Linked DNA regions of Mus musculus: region 2 is linked to region 1. A link is a contact called in public Hi-C data. All regions are on one chromosome and are shown on one strand. The core of a region is the stretch at or near the end of the contact, and the rest is flanking DNA. Distances in the headings are between cores, read along the strand shown.

What was found. A called contact is a pair of places that touch in the nucleus more often than the background predicts.
Region 2: a Hi-C map of bone marrow-derived macrophages shows a contact between it and region 1, with 44 read pairs. The contact joins two enhancer-like sites. A contact is called at or near these places in 1 of 15 datasets of contacts at CTCF or cohesin (pro-B cells), 5 of 484 Hi-C or Micro-C datasets (Th1 cells, adipose-derived mesenchymal stem cells, bone marrow-derived macrophages and 2 more) and 1 of 115 datasets of contacts at active chromatin or transcription factors (embryonic stem cells).

The regions. Positions count from the first base shown.
Region 1 is chr16:51,917,489-51,922,686 of GRCm38.p6, forward strand. No RefSeq gene overlaps it. Among named protein-coding and RNA genes, the nearest start is that of Gm29686, 67 kb to the right of the region's middle. Within about 2 kb of position 3,788, at least 9 of the 459 cell types and tissues checked have an H3K27ac peak or open chromatin away from gene starts, as enhancers often do. A contact at or near this core is called in adipose-derived mesenchymal stem cells and bone marrow-derived macrophages, where this site is marked.
Region 2 is chr16:51,998,211-52,003,037 of GRCm38.p6, forward strand. No RefSeq gene overlaps it. Among named protein-coding and RNA genes, the nearest start is that of Gm29686, 13 kb to the left of the region's middle. Within about 2 kb of position 2,036, at least 39 of the 459 cell types and tissues checked have an H3K27ac peak or open chromatin away from gene starts, as enhancers often do. A contact at or near this core is called in adipose-derived mesenchymal stem cells and bone marrow-derived macrophages, where this site is marked.

The DNA of each region.
Region 1 (5,198 bases), core at 2,538-5,037:
GTGGCGACTCCTCAAGGAATTTGGAGATAATTCTGATTACAAGATTCCATTGCATTTTTTTGTAAGTAAGCACCTTCATCCATTCAAAAGGAGGGATTGTTTTACATTCATTTTGTTTAACCAACACCCAAGCAATCATTTTACACACTCCTTCTTTGCTAGGTATAGGTTGAGACATGGAAACATAAAATAAATAAATAACCTCGGTAAAACAAATAAGCAAAAAGGAGGAAAGAGTGTCAGTCACGTGGTGACAGATGCTGCACAGAGAAGTCACAGGAAGGAGGATGAGGGAGAGGTCCTAGGGAAACAAAGGCTTAGAAACATCAGCCTGTGGCACAGAACAGCCAGCATGAAGAACAGGCTCCAACCATATGTGTCCCTGAGCAAAACCACAAGGATGTAAGGGAAACAGCCCATGCCAAATTCTTCAGCAAGGCCATGCCTGAATTTTTTTAATAACAAAGAAGTCTGTATAGTTGTAATGAAGTAAGCAATGAGAAAGATATGAATAATAAACAATTTAGTTATTTTTACTTTCTTGAATGTTATAATTACTTATAAAAACACAGATAAAATCTTGAGTTTAATACCGCATTCATTCACCTTCAAAGGGGGAGTGACTCACGCTTTGATTTCATCACTAAAAGCCAGAGACTTGCTGGGGCACTGTTACCTGAGAAGAAAATATAATAATAAATAAGTAATGAATAAGAATTCATCACACAAGCTCTTTCAGACCATTGACATGATGATGTCTATAATCTGAGTCACAGAAAACCCAATGGAGTGAGCACAAAAAAAGACCTTTATCACGTGCTTTGAAATGATTGATTTGTATGTAAAGTATAGTCTGTTGATGTAAAAACAAACAAACAAACAAGCAGATAGATCAGCTAGAACGTATTGATAATGATTGAAACTAGATAATGAGACAGTCATGTCTGAGATATATTCAAAAGTTAGATACTATGCACCCCAGCATTCAGGTGATAGAAGTCACAGGGAGCTACAGTGTTTGCAGTTAGCTTAGGATTTTGTGAGATTTCATCTGGGGTGGGTAAGGGAAGGAGGGAAATAGTTTTGCTAAGAACTAAATATATTATCAGAGAGAAAGGAAATAAAAATGTTATAGATTTTATGAATTGAGTAGGCCTATCTAGAATTAAGTACTTTAGTAAATAAGAGTATCTGTGTAGTCTCTGTAAAAATATAGAAACTGAAATATTAATACTTAAATTACTGAATTTTTTCATACTAATGAAGCTTTGTCATTTGTGTAAGTCTCTAAAGCTATAGAAACATGACCAAATATTGTCTTGTAATTTTAGTTTTATGAGACCAAAGTATGTATGAATATGTATAAATATGGATATGAATATGTATAACCATACATACATATATATCCATGTGTCTATATGTCTCCATATAGAGAGAAATGTGTATGTATGTATGTATGTATGTAGTATGTTTACACACACATACACACACACACACTACACATGGCCAAAAGATTTTTCTGCTCACAAGATTAAGAAGAGACAACTGAAAGAACTGATTATCTCTCTTCATTAACCTTGATATAAACAACACCAAGATGATGCCATATATTAAAATGTTTTGGTGATTGCAAAGTTCAAACTCCATAGGAAAATATGTCTAATGCATGAAATGAAAACACTAGAAAAGTAGAAACATATATAACCTATGAGTCTTTTTGGAAAAAAAATTTTTTTTTCTTCTCAGGTCACAGTGCCTCCAGCAAGTCTCTGGCTTTTAGTGATGGAATCAAAGCATGAGTCACTCTCCCTCTGAAGGTGAATGCAGTGTTAAACTCAAGATTTCATCTGTGATTTTATAAGTAATATATATTCACACACACCATCAGGACTGGCAGTCATGCACAGATGGTTAGAGGTGGTTTTACTAGAATTGAAGAAAGGATTCATAGCTATGAGCTAGAAAAGATGAGTTTTACATCTGATGCACATATAATGGGCTTATCTTAGATTCATACTATAACTTTATTTTAAATACCATGGACCAGGTATATAAAAGAAGACCTGGACATGGTTGGCCTTTATTTTTCTTTTTTCAAACCTCTCCCCGTGTTTACAGATTTTTTTTTTCCTTTAAAGATCTCCTTTAGGTCAGCGCTATTTTGGATTTGTGAATTTCTTAGGAGGTCAGACTCCTGATATTACAACTAATTCAGACAAAGAGGGAACTATAAATTTATCTTCCTTGAAATATAATCCTGCTCTGAAAGAAGGAAACCACTAGACATCCAAAAAGGTAGTTCTTTAATGTCCTCTGCAGGAAGAAATAAAATGATACTGAACTTGGTAAGGTTTGGAGACAGCACAGCAAGAGATCTGTGAAGAAAAAAAATTAAAACAAATAAAACAATAAAGCCTTGTTACATTTTCCATATAAAACCTAGGCCTGAAGGTGCAGGCCTGTAAAACCCAAACTGCTTAAGACACAGTAAGATTGAAAGGTCAAGGTCAGCCTGGGCAAACTAGCAAGATTCTATCTTGAGATTTTATTTTCTTTTAAAGTTCAAAAAATCTGAAGTGGTTAAATATTTGCCTAGCATGGGTGGAGCCAGGCATTCAATCACCTGCACTGAAATTCTAATTAAATTTCCACATATAGCTATCTGCTATAGAACAGAAGAGATTATTAACTGGGTTATACACATATTAATTATGTTTCTGAAAGATCAAGAAGCACTGGAAAGAACCATGAAATGCAGAAAACACCTTCCAAAAGAGAAAGCTGGCAGTCATCATTTAAGAAATGAGAAAAAAATTAGATAACTTATATTATAATGTTGAATAAGCTTTTAGAAAATATGTCACATGACATCAATGTGTTTTTAATACATCAGAAATAAGAATGTGCATAGACTGTAAATCTACTGTTTACAAATTAATGAAAACAATAGAAAAAATTTTAATTTCCCTGTATTTGGAGGTGCCAGGAGAGTATAATAAAGAAGTAATTTCAGTATTTTATAATACAAAACTGACAGCAACATGGCCGTAACATTTCAGCAAAAGTAAATTGTCTCCAGATGCACAAATACTCTCTATGATTATAATGGAATTGAATTAGAAAGTAGCAAAATTGCCTCCACTTACGTAAACACTACAATAATCTAGACACAATGTCACTAACTTAAAAGTACACAGAGTTGGGCACTGGAATCAAGAACATGCACATATGTATGGACCACTAACCTGCGGCAGACAGTCCCAAAGGCAAGCTGATGGGAAATTATTTTCTTCCAATGATACTAGAAGCTGATATCCACATACCAAAACATCACCATCAGTTTAATCCTCATTTCTAATAACTGATACCCAAAAATTAACTCTAGTTTTTCAAAGATCTAAATGTGAGGCCTAAGGTTACAAACGGTCTAAACCAAAATACAAAAGAAAATCTTTCTGATTTCAGGCAGTTTATTAAGCATATTACCAGAAGCTGCTCAACCCATAAAATGAAAAGAAAAAAGTGTGACTTCATCAACATGTGGAACACTTAGATTTTATTTTTGAAATCTGAATTAGAAGAGAAAACCGCAAACCAAGGACTGGTAGAATCTATTGGTAAACCACATATCTCATAAAACAATTGCATCCAGAACTCAGCAATAAAAACTGAGCTTCCTTAAAAGGAATAGGGAAAGAGCCCTTTCAGCAAAATGCAGAAGGGATGACAGATAAGCACATGAAAAGTTGCTCAACACCATCAGTCATTAGGGAAATAAAATCAAAACCAGAAGGAGATAACAACACATTGGAATGGTGCACGTCGTAGAAAGGAAGTAGGCAAAATGGGATGCTATATGCGGCCAGTGGGGATCTAAAGTAGGACAAACACTTGCAACTTAGTTTTAAACTTAAAAAAATAGTAGAGCTTAGCCCCTGTCTTAGTCATTGTTCTATTGCTGACCAAGGCAACTCCTTTTTTTTTTAATTTTTAAAAATTTTTTATTAGGTATTTTCCTCGTTTACATTTCCAATGCTATCCCAAAAGTCCCCCATACCCACCCCCCCACTCCCCTACCCACCCCCTCCTCCTTTTTGGCCCTGGCATTCCCCTGTACTGGAGCATATAAAGTTTGCAAGTCCAATGGGCCTCTCCTCTTAAAGGAAAGCATTTAACAGGGACTAGCTTACAATTTAAGAGGCTTGGTTCATTTTCATCATGGCAAGGAACATGGTATCACACATGGCATTGGGAAAGTTATTAAGAGCTATATCCTGATCTGCAGGCTGAAAGAGGGAAGGAGGGAGGGAGGGAGGGAGGGAGGGAGGGAGGGAGGGAGGGAGGGAGGGAGGGAGGGAGGGAGGGACAGACAGAAACACACACAGACAGACAGCGCCAGTCACGAGTTTTTGTAGCCTTAAAGCCTGCCCCTACCAAAGAGTTCTACTCCCAGCTAGTAAGCATTCAAATATGAGCCTGTGGAAGCCATAGTTTTTCAAACCACCACAGCAAGTTTAGACATCACTACTCTTGCCTTTAAAAGGAAAATTTAGCCAATCTGATTTTCTTGGATCAATCCACAAGTCGCATGTTTTCCTATCATCTTGGAATCTAAATGTCAGTTGATGACTAGTGTCAAAATGGGGGCCTGTTTAATGCAAAGAGCATTAAAGCCACCCAAAGAGCAGAAATGATGGATAAGTTGTATGTGGTAGATATATAGATACAAATGATTTAGTCTCTATACTTCTGGTTATTTCCCCAAAGACATAAAACTGCATGTTCTATAAAACAATGGTCAGAAATGCCGCCAAAGTAGAAAGAAGTATTCATTATCAGGTAGTAAGTGAATAGGTAACAAAGAGGTATTTATATAAAGAGAGGAATCTATATTTTGTGATGCTTATATTGATTGTAAACTTGACAGAATCTAGAATCATTAATTGTATGTACTTCTGAAATGTTACCTTTTTTAGATTAATTAAGATGGGAATACCCACTGTGGGTGATACCATTCCATAGGCTGCGGTCCAAAGCTGATTAAAAGGAAGAAATTATGCTGAGCCCATTCAGCAGGTTCTCTTTCCTGAGTTAGGATGCAACATGACCAGCTGCTTTTAAAGTTCCTGCTGCCTTTACTTCCCTACTCTAATGGACTGTAGCTTGTAACTGTGAGATAAAATAAACACTTTCTTCTT
Region 2 (4,827 bases), core at 786-3,285, 79 kb after region 1:
GCAGAAACCAGTAAAGCAAGATTGCTCCTAGGGAGACTAATTTAGGGGAGAATCCTAAGATAAAAATTATCTAAAGAGGTAAATAAAATCATGTAATTAGAGAAGGAGCGAGGAGACTAAAATAGCAGGAAGGATGACTGGCAAAGTCATAAGTGATCATAGTATTAACTATCTTGCTAAAACAGTCTATAGGTTATGTAAGTCTGTGCATAAATATACATATATATCTTAAAAGAAGATTTTCGATCCAGGGTGATGATGCTCTCCCTCAAGAGCCATAAATTATCTATCAAAAAATCTACCCATGAAGAGAAGAAGCCTTCGTTTGATCTGGTGAGCAGGGTTGTCAAAAAGAGTTCCAAAACACGCATGCTATCGCAATTGATTACATCCCAGAGATGGAAGGGAAGTCTATTGCTAAAGACAGTGTGCATTTCAGACTCAGTGCCTAGAACATCTCAGCAGAATCTCCCTGGAAACCTTCCTCCCTAGATTTCATGGTATACAAGACTTGTGAAAGCTTCCAAAGGAGGGATGTAACCAATAGATGCCTGTCCTATGAATCACAGCAGTGACCACCATGTCATGATAATCCTAAGGGTGCAATCGTAACATGTATACCTTCACAGTATCCAAAGATCTCTAATTGGACTTAAGGCCCATTGAACAAAAGGGAAATCTTGGTACTAGAAACTGTCCAAGTATGTGGGGCTAGAGAAGCCTCAGATTTTGGAGGAGAGCCTACACACTCCATTTTAGTAAACCATAATATCTAAATACAAATAAATAATTGTCCTTAAACCCTTAGATAAGTGTAATTTTCACCCATTATTGCAAAAACCTCCCCTTCGCAAAAGATAGAGGTCATTATGGAAACCCACAACCAGTCAAAATGCAGAATTTTACAGACCAGTCCCAAAGCATACATCTATGAAACAACTCCAGCACCGAAGGTCCAAGGATAACTATGAAAGAGGGGGCAGAAAGATAGTAAGAGGCAGAGGAACAGAGAGTTAGGTAAGAGACTTTGTCCCTAGAAATGTCAGAAGCTATATCCATTAAATCTTATAAACATGGTTTCCTGAACATGACCCTCTGAATAGGGAATGCCCAAATACACATGCTAATGTGAATGGGAGAAGGGCCACAGAATGCACTACATAGAGCCAGAGGTTGCTGAGAGTGAGACAAATAATCTTCCCCAGGGAAGAGCATCAACCCTAAAAACATACATGAGTAACATACAGAGTAAGAAGGTTGTATTTATATATTCAGATTTGAGTGTGTGTGTGTGTGTGTGTGTGTGTGTGTGTGTGTGTGTGTGTGTATAAACAAGGAAAAAGACATCATAAATTTAAAAGAAAGAAAAGGTGCCATAAATTGGTGGGTTTGGAAGGAGGAAAGAAAGAGGAATGAGGTAACTGTATTATCATCATCACAAAAAAGAGAAGTTCTTTTTATTAACTGAGAGGTTAAGAGTGTTTGTTATTCTTGAAGAGGTCCTGAGTTCAATTCCCAGTACTCACTGGCAGCTCATAGCTGTCAGCAACTCTATTACCCCAGGAATGGCCTCTTCTGCCCTCAGTGGCCACCTGGCATGTATGGTATACATCCATTTATACACACAAAATGAAAACAAATAAATCTTCTAACAAAAGAATATCATGTGTAAGGGAACAATTTCTTCCTCAGATAGCAGATCTTATGCTATGTCAAATGATGTTTTTCTCTTAAAAATCACACTTCAATTTACATTTTCAGTTATGTGAAGTGGGAAAAGTTAATTTGATTGTAGATGAATACTTCTTACGTTTTATTCTTAATCCATACACTGAAAAATGCTTTATGTTAATCATGTATTCATTTAATAATTTGTCTTTACAAACTTAATAATAAGAAGCAACTTTAAAGAGTCAGAGAAGTCTGGACTAGAGGAAGTTTCTCCCTCCGATGGCTCACACGAGTCATAACTACCACTCATAGACTTCTGCCTATTGCTTAACAGTCTGGAACTCTTGAGTCAGGGAGCGGATTCCTAAGAACCAACTGTGGGAGTTTCTCATGTCCCTGCAAGATTCTTATTTGGAAAGCATCAGCAGAATTTACCACAATGGAACTTGGGGAGAACTGATTTAAGGTTTACTCAGTTCCTGCTCTTGTATGTTATTGAATCCACAAAGTCAACACCTACCATGATGCTCACAAGCCAATGTCAACAGAGTACAGACTCTTGTCTTCCCTCAGTCACTTCCCAGGAGAGTCACAAGCTTAATATAGAGATTTGAGATCCTCCCAGGAAGCTTGCCCTAATGCATGGCCCACCACTCTAATTCAATACAAGTGGGAGTGTGTGGTACTTTGTGTTTCTTAGATAATACTTTCTACTTAATATTCCTTCTTTGTTCAGAGTGGTATCATTCCAAGACATTGACCTAAAATGTTTCTAAAATCTGAGTGAATTGGTTTTGAAGTAATACCAGTAGGTAAATGAGTGCAGTGTATCTGAAAGCATACTTTCACTAGGGATAAAAGAGTTTTCACAACCCAAGAATATACTTAGTGTGTCTAAAGCCTGAATTTACACACTTCTATTGATACAGATTTCTCATATCCTATGTTAATTCAAACTGTTAGATTTTGTTTCCTTGTATATTTACAAAATTCTGATGCCTTTCTATCTCACAATGAGGTTTTCTATATTCAGTACCAACATGTGTGTTCCTTAGCAATAACTGCCTTCAGGACTTCCTGTCCAGGGTCCTGCTATCCACAGGAAGCTCCAACATGTGGTGTGATTCATCCTGAATTTACTGCTACACTAGCCAGCCTGACTGACTCTCCTGATATCAATGAGCCTCTTCTGTTCCCAGAAGTCAGTGTGATTATTAGGCATTATACACTCAGTCATCTGTACATAGGGCAGTCTTCTGGGGGCACTATCCATAGATGAATATTGGCTTTCAATCAGCTCCACTTTCAAGATTAGCCTTTTCCAACAGCTTATTTATTCTTCTCTTAAAACTTTAATTGTCTAGCTTTTCAAAATGATTCATTTACAAACCTCTGAGTTCCCAAAACCATGCTTGAGAATCTTTCCTTAAACCAAATAAATATTTCTTTTCTGGCTTTACCGTCATATATTGGGCAAACAGCATCAGGGCCATGAGATGATCGGGATGAAAGTGAAAATGTTCCCCAGCTCCACTGTGATTGACAGCTTGGCGTGCCCCTTCCACCTTCCTACACCTCTCACTTTCTAGTAGGTGTTCCTAAAATATATAAGCTCTTTTTCACCTGGCTTCTGCTACACTGTGATAAAGCTGAAAAAGATTGCTTCTCTAGAACCGAGCCTATATAAAACTCAGAAACTTAAACTTCTAACAACGAGCTAAAGAAATATCCTTCTTTCTATATGTTAACTGCCTTTAGTATTTCATTGTAGAAACACAAAGCTAATTATGTTTTCAAGAAATTCTTATTTTGGGAAGTGCAGAGTAGCATGCTGAATATGAAAGTCATGACCATACCTTTGTACATATGTGCACAAATTTTTCTATTAAATTACACCCCAAGTCCAAAGAATGGTATTTTGAATACCTAAGACAAGAGAGGCAGTCTCTCCTCTTCCTTGTCATTTTATCTTTGATTGAGAGCAGTAATCAATTATATCACAATATTGTAACTATCTATTAAGGACTATATTGAAACTAGGAAGATAGATCAATTATTAAAGTGCTTGCCTTGCACATATGAGTCCAGCACCCACATGAAAGGCTGGGTGTGGTACTGTACTTTGTAATCCCTGAGGCACTGGGAAGGCACAGTCAAGAGAATCCTTGATGCTGACTAAAGAGTCAGCCTAGCCTAATATGTGTACACCAGTCTTAGTGTGAGACACTATCACCAAAACAAAACAAAAATCATCCGAACAAAAATCATAGGCAACTTCAGAAGAGCAACACTCAGGTTGACCCCAGTATTCAGGTATCCAGATGCATATGTCCAAGCACACTTGCATGCATCTGCATGTTCACACACACACACACACACACACACACACACACACACACACACACACACACACACCACATGTATAAAGTGCTGTAGTTCAGTGCCTACAGTATATTGCCTGGCATGTAAAAGTGTTCCATAAATATTTGAAAGTAAAATGTATGAAGTTGGAAATGAAGGAGAAAGGACAGTGGATGACACATGAATAAAAAGAGTGATATAAATGTGGCATAATCACAGAGTAGTTTATCCAAAAATACAGTTATAGTAGAAGTGAGTCTGACACGCAACAGTGAGTAAACCTTAAATAAACTTGGCTATATACGGCCTTGTGGTAGACGGTAATAAATGAGATGGATTTCAAGGCAGTGAACAGATTATTTGTGTTTGTGTGGAGAGGAATGAGGTGGGCAGGATATTTTGGTAGTTTTTTTTTTTTAAGAAAATATAAAAGCAGCTGCAGAAGAAATAATACAAGTGCAATTTTTCACAGATTGTTTCATAAGCATTAATGTAAAAGATGGAAAAAGATAATTAATGAGTATATCATATTATATGCTGTGTTTGTCTTTCTGCCTGTTTCTTTTTGAATTATTGCTTCAATGAAAAAAAATATATAGTCTTCACTGGAAATGGTGATGGAAAATGCCTAAATGATTCAAACAGAAGCATGGCTAAAAATATGTGGGGTTAAATAGAAGAGAAGGATCTAAACCAACCTCACACTTGGTGAGAGAATATAGATGACACGTTTTTATACTTCACTAATAAGTTATAAAACTTCCTTTTTCTTAGAGACATTAATTTAATGAATGT